Linked DNA regions of Bicyclus anynana: region 2 is linked to region 1. The links are chromatin contacts, called in public Hi-C maps. All regions are on one chromosome and are shown on one strand. The core of a region is the stretch at or near the end of the contact, and the rest is flanking DNA. Distances in the headings are between cores, read along the strand shown.

The links. Hi-C and Micro-C count contacts between places; a contact is called where the count stands out from the background.
Region 2: a contact with region 1 is called in a Hi-C map of whole body, with 1.8 times the contacts expected there. The contact joins the promoter of LOC112058625 here to the enhancer-like site in region 1. A contact is called at or near these places in 2 of 2 Hi-C or Micro-C datasets (whole body and whole larva).

What each region holds. Positions count from the first base shown.
Region 1 is chr4:4,131,501-4,136,902 of ilBicAnyn1.1, forward strand. It overlaps LOC112058625 (titin homolog), which reads right to left. Exons shown (of 7, transcript XM_024099545.2): 3 at 2,261-2,638. The coding sequence starts at 2,616. Among protein-coding and RNA genes, the nearest start is that of LOC112058619, 25 kb to the left of the region's middle. Within about 2 kb of position 1,726, at least 3 of the 8 cell types and tissues checked have open chromatin away from gene starts, as enhancers often do.
Region 2 is chr4:4,189,362-4,194,590 of ilBicAnyn1.1, forward strand. LOC112058625 (titin homolog) reads right to left here and starts at 1,530. Exons shown (of 7, transcript XM_024099545.2): 1 at 1,371-1,530.

The DNA.
Region 1 (5,402 bases), core at 476-2,975:
TTTGTTTGTTTGATTGAACGCGCTAATCTCAAGGTCCGATTTAAAAAATTCTTTCAGTGTTAGATAGCCCATTTATCGAGGAAGCCTATAGGCTATAATTTATCCCCATTTAACCGCGCGGCGCCAGCTAGTTTAACATATTTTTATTATTCGTGAAAAAATTAAAGATATTTCTGAAAGTGGCTACAAAAAATTCATTGTTCGCTAATTTTATTTGTAAAAAACTATTCGCTACTGAAAAATCCTTATAATAATTTTGTCTGTTACCATGTGATATTGCGATAATTGCAGAAATCATCCTGTATACGAGTATCTACTAATACACTCTTTATTAGAACGAGGTCGAACGAAGAGGTTGCCTCTGCGGTTTCTCAGGTGACTATTTGACATATGAATTATTAAAGTAGAAATTTATAGGTGATTGGAACTGGTTTATTTACATACATATGTATACATGGAACGTGTTATGTAATATTATTCACCAATAAACCTACTTCTAAATATAACCTATGTTACAATGGTGAACTTTTGTAGTAAATCTTCAACACAAGGTTAGAGAAAGAGATCAAGTGTGATGCAATAATATTTTGGCAATTTAGTTTACATTTTGCTCTTAATCTCGTAGTTATAAATTATGTATAGCTGCTTCATTAATCTAGTCACTAGTTGTTAATACTTAGGATAGAACTGCTGGACAAAATACAGCCAATCGAAAATGTTCCTGAAGTAATTCGACAAGAAGAAAACAAAACAACTACTGTTATATAGCAGAACCAATAAAGCAGATCTAATATAGCTAGGAGTATAGTAGTAGGTATGAGGTATCCTCTTATCTCGAGGAGGCTCGTACTCAACAGTGAGTCGAATATTGGTTGTTAATGATTAATGACTAGAAAGTGTGTGCAAATTGCAACGAAACTTAATAAAGCTGTTACAAATTAAACTAAGCGATTAGTTAATGTTTTCCTCAGTTCGCTATCTATATAATTTGATTATCGAGTTGTCTGTTCACGCGACACAATAAATATTACAGTTGGTTGAGCGCGGTTATGTAATAAACCACATTCTAGCGAGGTGGGTTTGCGAGCCGTTTGGAGTGACGCGAATTTCAATTTGTGTACACTGAATGCTTTTTGCTTGTGACATATTTGCTTGTAGATCTTAAGTCATTGCAGATTTTAAGAAAAAGCAGGTCATGAAAATTTTCATTAAATTAACTCAATACAGACTCCAAGTTTGTGAATACTAATTTACATTTATCTAAAAACCGTTAAAGTCGTAAAATAAAAATAAAAGGTTTAGAAGCCTAGCCTTTAGCCTCTTGTTTTGAAAAGAGCTTTGAACAAACCAAAAAAGTAGTCCCATTACAATTAATACATTAAATAAAAGATAAAAAATCTTAAATTGAATGTGTTAATTTACGTAATTAACACAAATAAAAATACATGTATATTGATTATAAATATGTTTGAAAGGGGGCCAAAATGTAAAGTTTTACAAATGTTTTGTGATGTTTACTTTGCGTTTATTCAATTAAATTGTAATCAGAATTTGGTTAAACATAATATTATAGTAAACAATATTTTTACTTTGAAATAAAATCAAATTCTAATATGAATTTTAAACGTTTTTCCTAGGAAACTTACAAGTAGGTATAAAGTAACACCACGGAGGTTGGTCCGTGACTAACACAGATTCAGAGTTTTAATTCTATTGTGTGGCCACACCGGTTCTTGAACGGTATGTAGTATCGCTGATAGATAACTATCTGTATCAGTCGGCCTGGCTCGCGCCGATAGTTCGAATCATTGCTTATTGCACTGATTGTATTAACTGTGCCAAAATGTACTGTAGCGGTTGTTTATAGCGATTTTTTTATATTACCAGAAAGATACACATTTATTCGATATTATGAAATTTTGTGTGCGTGTATAATTCAATAGATATCTATTCCTGGATGGTTTGAAGATACAAATTGTATTTTCAAATCATCCTTGACGCTGCTGTTGCAAAAATTCTAGTATAAATTCTAATGTAAATGGCGCTACGAAGTTCGCCGGGTTAGCTGGCAGGTGTAAATATATTTTTATGCCTTCATAAATATAATTTATGAAGGTGTAAATACATATTAATATAGAAAATATAATTTATGATGGTGTAAAAATATACTTTGTATCTTCAGACATTTTTCTTGATAATTAAAGATTTAATGCACTGATGATTTGTCACCAGAATGTGTGTAGTTTGTAATATAACATACCTCATGTACTTCCGATGCTCGTTGACAGGTACGAAGTATTCGTCGTACGGGTTTGTAGCATTCATGTCAACCTCCACATCCTTTTTCTTGGACCCGTTTTTAGGAGTCAAATTAATCAGTTCTAAGTTGACTGCTTCTAATGTTTTGGTGTCACCATTAGGTTCTTTACTGTGCCCGTTTTGATGGTTTTGTTGTGGACCATTGGAAGTGAAGCTGTCGTTGTGGTTGGGGTCTGACTCGTCGTGCTGGTACGCTCTGTTGTCGAAGCCTGACTGGGGGGAGGAGGGCGGGGAGGGCGGGCGATGCAGCGGCCGCGCTGGCTCCCTGGGGGACGCCGATCTACTGTGGCTATCCATTACTTTCGGGGCGGACTGACATCTGGAAAGAAAAGATAATGCAGAGTTAAATTTTGCTTATTCAAGAAGACGTTTTGGTGTCATTATATTTTGTTGCTTTTTTAATTTCCGACGCAAAAGATGGGTGTATAGATAATAAGTAGAGATATATATTTTTTTAAAGAAATTTGTCATATCTGATTCTATATTTGAAGTTTTATGTTTTGTTTCTTCATAATGTTCTACACTAAGGATAGGTAGGTGCATTTTTTTAAAGAATATATTTTGATATATACTCAGAGGTACAATTATCCGCCCTCTTTAGTATGACGAGTATATTAAAGTGGGCGGATGATTGTGTTTCTTTTCAAACCTCAAAAGTGTATAAAAGGGCTGGACTCATCACCGAGAGGTGGTGGTTCGATCCGCTGGACTATTGTCGTAGGTACGACAATAGTCCAGCCCTAATCTTAACACAGTGTTTTCTTCTTGGAGGGGAACGGGAATATTGGTTATGATTAAAAGATATGACAAATATTCTTTAAAAAAAAACATGACCAATATTCCTGTTCCCCTCCAATAAGAAAATATTGTGTTAATACCGGTTGGTATGACAAAAGTACAACGGCGATCTAATCTCTAAGACATCTTGGTGTTGAGTCCCACATATTTAGCAAGGTGCTATTGAGGATTTGAACTGTTACTGAGAATTTCTTGAACGAAAGGACAACTTAACATTCAACAGGCAGTGATAACCCATGATCTCATGACTAGAAGACGCAATGATTTAACAAGATAGTTTGATACAGTAGATATCAAATATATAGCAACTGAGCCGTTATGAATTATGTCCTACACGATCACATCCAGTAAGTTGCTGTACGAACACAACAATAACATACAAGAAACAGGTTCCTATTATGATCAGTATCTATCAGTACGCGATTTATTGTGTATAACGTGGCACGAAATGCATTGGTCACGTCTCGGTTTCGACGACCGAAGTTTGAACAATATCCCGTTTACAAAAGATTTTGCCGCTTGTTAGGATTTGCATTAACGTTTCCATGTTTGTAACATTCGGCAAGGAAGTACAGTTTTCATTTTATTTCGCTAACTGTGGCCTTAGGCGGTGATGAAAGAACACCACAATAATAGCGCCTGTCTACGCAAATGTAAAATTAAGCAACTTGTTTTCTTTTTTTTTTAATAGCAACACTTAGAGCCTTTAATTACTGCTGGCGGCAACCAGTATTGGGGTAATCTAGTCAGTGGCGATCACAATAGATCGGGAGCGGCCAACGCGATACAGAGACCTCTTGAAGACCTGCAAAGCCGCTACATCAAGAAGAATAAGAGCACATAGAGCCAGTTTCACCATCTTCTGATAAGAGTCTAAACATAAATTTTGACGCATTCTTACTTTATGTTAAATGATAAAGATAAAACTGAACAAGCTATCTGACGCTTGTCAGAAGTTGATGAAAACGACCCTTAGTTTTTTCTTAAGTAAATGTAAAATTAAGTATAGCCTGACTAGAAATACAAAACACATTATTGACTGGAGTGCCACTAGTATTGTTTATCCTATATTAAGCTATATTCAGGCTATAACTACAATTCTTTTTTTTAATTAGCAACACTTTGTTGTTTTTCTAAGTAAATTCTCATGTTTATGTAACTTCTTTTCTTTTTCCAAATGGTTAAGTATATTTTCTTGTAAAACAAGGTGACACCGTTAAGATAATCTCATACTAAGAAACAGGAGATTTGGCGAGATGACTCAACTGGTTTTCACAACATTTATTTATTTATTTATTTATATATAAATAAATAAATAAATAAATAAATAATAACCATTTTAATTTTCTTTAATCCAAATAAGTTTCTATTTTAAACTACAAAAAAAGTATATACTTCATTTACCATTATATTTTTCAATTCAGCGAAGTTCGCTATAGCTATCATCACTATCGCTATTGATATCGCATTCCACCCCATCCCATCCCATCCCATCCCATCCTTTTGGGGTCGGGAGGCCTTTTTAATGTATGTATGGAAATTCCCATCCGAATAACGTGTAAGTGAAGTGAAGTTTTTGGCTGGTGGCTTTGGCCATGGCTATTTACCACCCTACCGACAAAGACGTACCGCCAAGCGATTTAGCGTTCCGGTACGACGTCGTGTAGAAACCGAAAGGGGTGTGGATTTCATCCTCCCCCTAACACGTTTGCCCGATTCCATCTTAGATTGCATCATCACTTACCATCAGGTGAGATTGTAGTCAAGGGCCAACTTGTAAAGAATAAAAAAATAATGTGATCTTAGAAAATACGTGTAAGTAAACTTAATAAAGAATATAAGAAGTAGCTACACTCTAAAAATGCTTGCAATGCGTCGCCGCGCCGTCCTTACTCTCAATGTGTCGACGAGGTAAGCCACCTTTTACTCGACTCGACTCGACTCGGAGTTCAGTCATATTGCTATTTTTCCGAATTCCTGACATTCCTTTCTTAGACACATTATTCAGATTTTGTAAGGGTTCGAGGCTAGAAAAATGGTGCGGGGCGGAATATCCAAGTAGTGTCTCCCATAGGACTAGTATCGTTTGGAGTGATGGGATTTGTGAATCCAACCAGGGTGACCGGGTCAGATCAATCTAGTCTCTGACGCGCCTGTCACTATGGTTTTCAAACAATTCAAATCCCAGTTAACAAATAAGACCTCGTCTTCGCTCTGATGCTTCATATACATAGTTTGTGAGTTTGATATTTATCTACTATTTGAACTCTTTTGTTGTGTTTAGA
Region 2 (5,229 bases), core at 280-2,779, 58 kb after region 1:
CTACAATGTTATGGAAATTCTAATAAATATCTACCTACTACCTATACGTCTACTTATTCGTTGTCTTGACATGAGCTATAAAACGGGTTTATATGAATAATAATACACTGAGATTCAATTAAGTATAACGATTTTAGAAGCAGGTACAACGGACATTTTTCTTTAAGTGCCTTGGTAGTATGAATAAAAGGATGTCTGTGAATGAATGCAAGATGTCGTTTTTACTCGTACTTCAATATGTTATCGAGTTTTTATATATTTTTACCACCACTTTAAGGAAAAATGTACAAAAATAATAATTTGCGTATAGGTACCTAGATAGACGAAAAGTATATCTAAAGTACAATCGCCAATACGTTTGCGCGAAATTCTGTTTTTCACAAAACCCGCAGGAAGCATAGAATTTTCTAAGATGAAAAGTAGTCTATGTATTTATTAGGGTATATTCTGTCTCCGTTCGAAATTTTAGCCAAATCGGTTTTGTACTTGCTAATCGAGAAGGAGTAACAAACATACACATTTACACAAACTTTCGTATGTATGTTACTGTGATGTGATGTTATTAACACTTAATTTAATACACACATAGACACTTAGACACTAAAAATACATGATAACGTCTCGTGATTGGTTATTACGAATGTTGAAACCAAATGCAACAATAGGTAATAGCCATATGCGAACGATTTGACATTTTGATGTAATCATCGTTATGCAAATTGCTAGAATCAAATCAAAATAGGCACGTAAGAATGTATATTATTAGAAAATATCTTGCAAATTCAGAATTACAATACATTTAACGATAAACTATTGCTTTAATGTTATATATTATTAGACTATATAAAAGTTTTCAACGTAAACCTTAACTACCCACTATTAGAAAATAATATAATAAAGTGACTTAAAATACAAAGCATGTAATATAAAGTAAATAAATTTGAAAATCGTTTCGTTTCATTTGAAGGAGCGCTGTTCATAATTTCGGTTACAAGAACTCGTTGATGTCTTTTCCTAAGACGTTTCAATTTAGAACATCAACTTACGGCTAAAAATATGTATCCCTTATTATTTAGTAATAAAAGTCTATGGTAAAAGTCTATAAATGTTATTTATAAAACACAACGTTATTTGTGAAAGTAAAAAAAAATATATAATAAAAAATTATCAGTTTTACGAAGTCCTTTAAAAATAAAGTAAAGAAAGGTTAACACTTTATCGGCGCAGGATTGGAATTTTAAAGCCTTAAAGCTCATATAAATGCAACTTAAGAAACCGTTTAAGGTCCTTTATCATGCAAATCTCAAACACGAAACGATGTAGGTAATATAAAAGATATAAAAAGGCCATAAAAATATATATGAACTAACCTGTTTTGTAAAACACAGTACTGTCACAAAATCCTCAGTTCAAAATGCACTGGCACTTTTAAAAAAAAAAATGGCGTTGACGTTTGTAACGTTCGAAATTCGAAGCGGCTTGGTCCGCGGTACGCGCGCGAGTGGTGCCCGGTCCGTGCGCTCACCGCTGCGATAAACCTGCCAAGTTCGGAAGGTTCTTTGCGTCATCAAGGTATAAACCTTTTTACCAACTTTGAGTTCGTACGTGAGGGTTTGTTGTACTTTTTTGTTTACGATTTATCGTAATTACCTATCTTGTGTAGTGAAGTCATCGGTAGGCATTTATTCGTTAATCTATTGTTTTGTACTTTATTTTACTAAGGCTCAATTGGTTTAATCGCTGTCCTGGTGAACTTCGTATTATACAAGATGAACGGTCCCATACAAAATTATAAATAATCACTTTTCAATTTGTTTTTTTGATTCACTTTTCTTTAGGTTTTCATGTTTACAAACCAATGAGTGCAAAAAAATCAAAGTCGGTTGCACTGATTTTCGAGTTTGAGAGTCAGAAAAAAACAATATTTTGATATAGCTACTCTACCCTTACATAAATAACATAATATATACCTACTCGTAAGAATATTGATATGAGTATTTTGAAAAAAAAAACGTTTACATCAGATTCTTATTTTAAATCCCAACACTTTAGTAGTGTCAGCAATAAAAAATGATATTGCTTTTATTTTAATTATAAAATTAATTGTTCGTCTAGGTTTTAAAACCTATTAGTTTTTATATCTTTATTGTGGCTTTATTCAATAATTTTTACGATGTATAATTTTTAGAATCATAGTGACACTAAAGTCATTGAAACTAATATGAATCCACAATCTATTTTATTTCATCAAGGACACTTGGCTGTTGAATGTTCACTGCTCGTTACAGTTAGTACTTTCCTTTAAATAATACTTAATAATGACCTATTAGTGCTTCCGATATAGGCTGAAATAATCTGTGTAAATTGAAGAACAATCAAGCAGACGGTTATATTAATTCGTATCGTAAAGCATCGCGTTAACTATTAAAATATGTTTGCGCATAAAATAAAGCAGCAGACGATCAAATTGTTTGACAAAGACGTTTGATTTGACAAAAAGTTCGATCATTTACAGTACCTATCGAAACTGACAGTTTACCCTTGTACGATATACGTTTCGAAAAGAACAGATCTATTAAATCGGTGGATATCCAAATCGAAAAGATATTTCTAGTTTGCAGAATCCTTATATGGCTTTCGCATGAGGCAAAAAATCTTCTATCTTCAAAGCTACGAGGTGAACTTGTTAGGTTTTTTGCCCTTATGTTAAAAACATCTTTACACAGTCCAGTGAAGATCTTATTTACCGATCAATAACAAACATGATGGAGCAAAAATCAATAACTATAATACTCAACAAACAGCAATTACAAGTTGGCAAACTATAAATAATTCATCGTTCAAGCGTCTCAAAGAATATTTCGCGAAAGTTTCTCAACTCGGTCGGTTAATACGAGGGCAAAGCGCAGGTAAGCTTAGTCGTTATCAAGGGAATACTCGGAACTGCTTGATTACGATCCCCAACGATACACGAACGGTGGACCCCTAAGGTTTTGTAACGGTTTTGCGTAGTTTACAGTATACTGTGGGTGGTTTTGCGTTGCCCGTTGTAAGTTTCTTTGTTGTGATAAATTTGGAATGTTACTTTTGCGTGTTAAAAAATGACTTCACATTGACTAAGTTGCGGAGAATTTTTCAAATATGTTCGGATAAAATGCCTCCAAAATGGAAAATATGTATCTGATATATTATGATATGCTATAATTTACATTTGTATTGATTATATCTAATGTTTTACAAGTGTTTGTCATTAGTTTCATATTATATGATAAGAAGTGGTTGGAAATATTTTACGAGATAATTTTTTTGAATGGATTGGTCTTAAGTAAATTTTCAATCCACATTACTATTTAGTTTAGGTACATACACTCCACATTACTATTCAGTTTGGGTACATATATATATTTAGTTTACATACATAGGACCCAGTATGTCCCAGCTTTAGGTAAGCGGTTGTTGTTTTTGACCTGCGCTAAAAGGAAAATGTTTAACAATGTCAACCTAAGAAGTTAAGTACAAAATTCACCTAAAATCCATTATTGAATTGTTATGATACAACGTGGCGAATGAAAGTTCACACGCGAGTGCAAGCTCACACAGAAACCTATATCTCCTAGAAATCCTCCGGCGCAGTCGTCCGTTGAGACAGTAGGGCAGCTATAGGTTACGCTCTAATTCAGATCATCACGCGAAGCCATTGTCCTCCATTGGGCTATTTACACGAGATGCTTCACCTTGGAAGGTAATTTTCATAATAATATAAAAAGTATCGGAAGATAGGAATGGTCGATTTCTGGAGGTCACCAAATACGTGAAGTAAATAGCACCTGCTATGTCTATACTAATATTATAAAGAGATAAAGTTAGTAGTTTCTGGTATTTGTTAGGGGGTAAGCTCTGGATCTACTAAACCGATTTTAAAAATACTTTTACAATTAGAATGTCACGTTATTTGTGAGTGTCATAGACTATGTGTTATTCCCAAATTCTTGTGGGAATGGGAATTACGCGGGTGAAACCGCGGGGCGTCGGCTATTTATCTGATACTAGCTGACGCCGCGCGGTCTCACCCACGTGGTTCCCTTTCACTTAGGAATAGCGGGTAATATATGGGCTATCTAACCTATCCTCGATAAATGAGCTATCTAACGCTGAAAGAATTTTTTAAATCGGACCAGTAGTTCCTGAGATTTGCAAGCAAACAAACAAACTCTTTAGCTTTATAATATTGGTATGGATAATTTTTAGTGTGATAACGTTTAATATACAGTAATTAATCTCCTAGACAAAGACATATTGTGCCTATACTAGTGAAGTTCTTCTTAAGAGCAAGACTACATGCATTTAAATTTTAAGTTATTTCGTCATTATTCCTTGTATTTATTTTTTCTTTTTCGATTAGTTGTCTGGAAGAGATCGCTCATTAGCGATAAGGCCGCTAATAGTACATTAGTTTTTAAGTTAATTTCTTGCTTGTTCGTTCGTTGTAATTCGTTTTGGTATACAAAAAGTTTATGAAAGTATATTTCATTCATTCGTTCAAGATAATATTACCTATTTTACTTAAAATACAAAAATTTTTGGTCTATTACTAGCCTTTTAACTGGTGTACAAGTAGGTACCTACATTATAAGGCAGCATTTGATAAGAAGCAATGTAGGTAATAGGATTAACCAAAAGTTCTATTGAAAAAATGAATAGGTATCGGGTAGGTACCTGCCTACAAAGTATTATTTGTGGATTGAACTTTAAAATAGTAATCTTTTTGTAGTAGTTTGTAGTAAAGTTGGTAATCATAAACTTTATTACTTTAATTATAACTCTTTTAAAAAGTGTTTGTAGTATATGTAGGTATTACGATCTTAAACAATGCGATTCTAATACTAAATAATTCCTTTATTAGCATACAGGCATTGTCACTTTTATTTATGGGTTCAAGGAAAAATGTCGGCATAACTTCCTTATGTGAAATGTCAGCCATTTAATAAAATGTATTCGTAACTATTGTACTAACCGGCAAAGACGTACCGCCAAGCGATTTAGCGTTCCGGTACGATGTCGTGTAGAAACCGAAAGTGATGGGATTTTATTCTTCCTCCAAGTGAGATTTTAGTCAAAGGCTAACTTATAAAGAATTAAAAAAAAATACTATTATTTACCTAATCGTAGGTACAAAATAATTTTTATTTGTGATACATTTTCATTACATTACAATCGATATTTTTTACT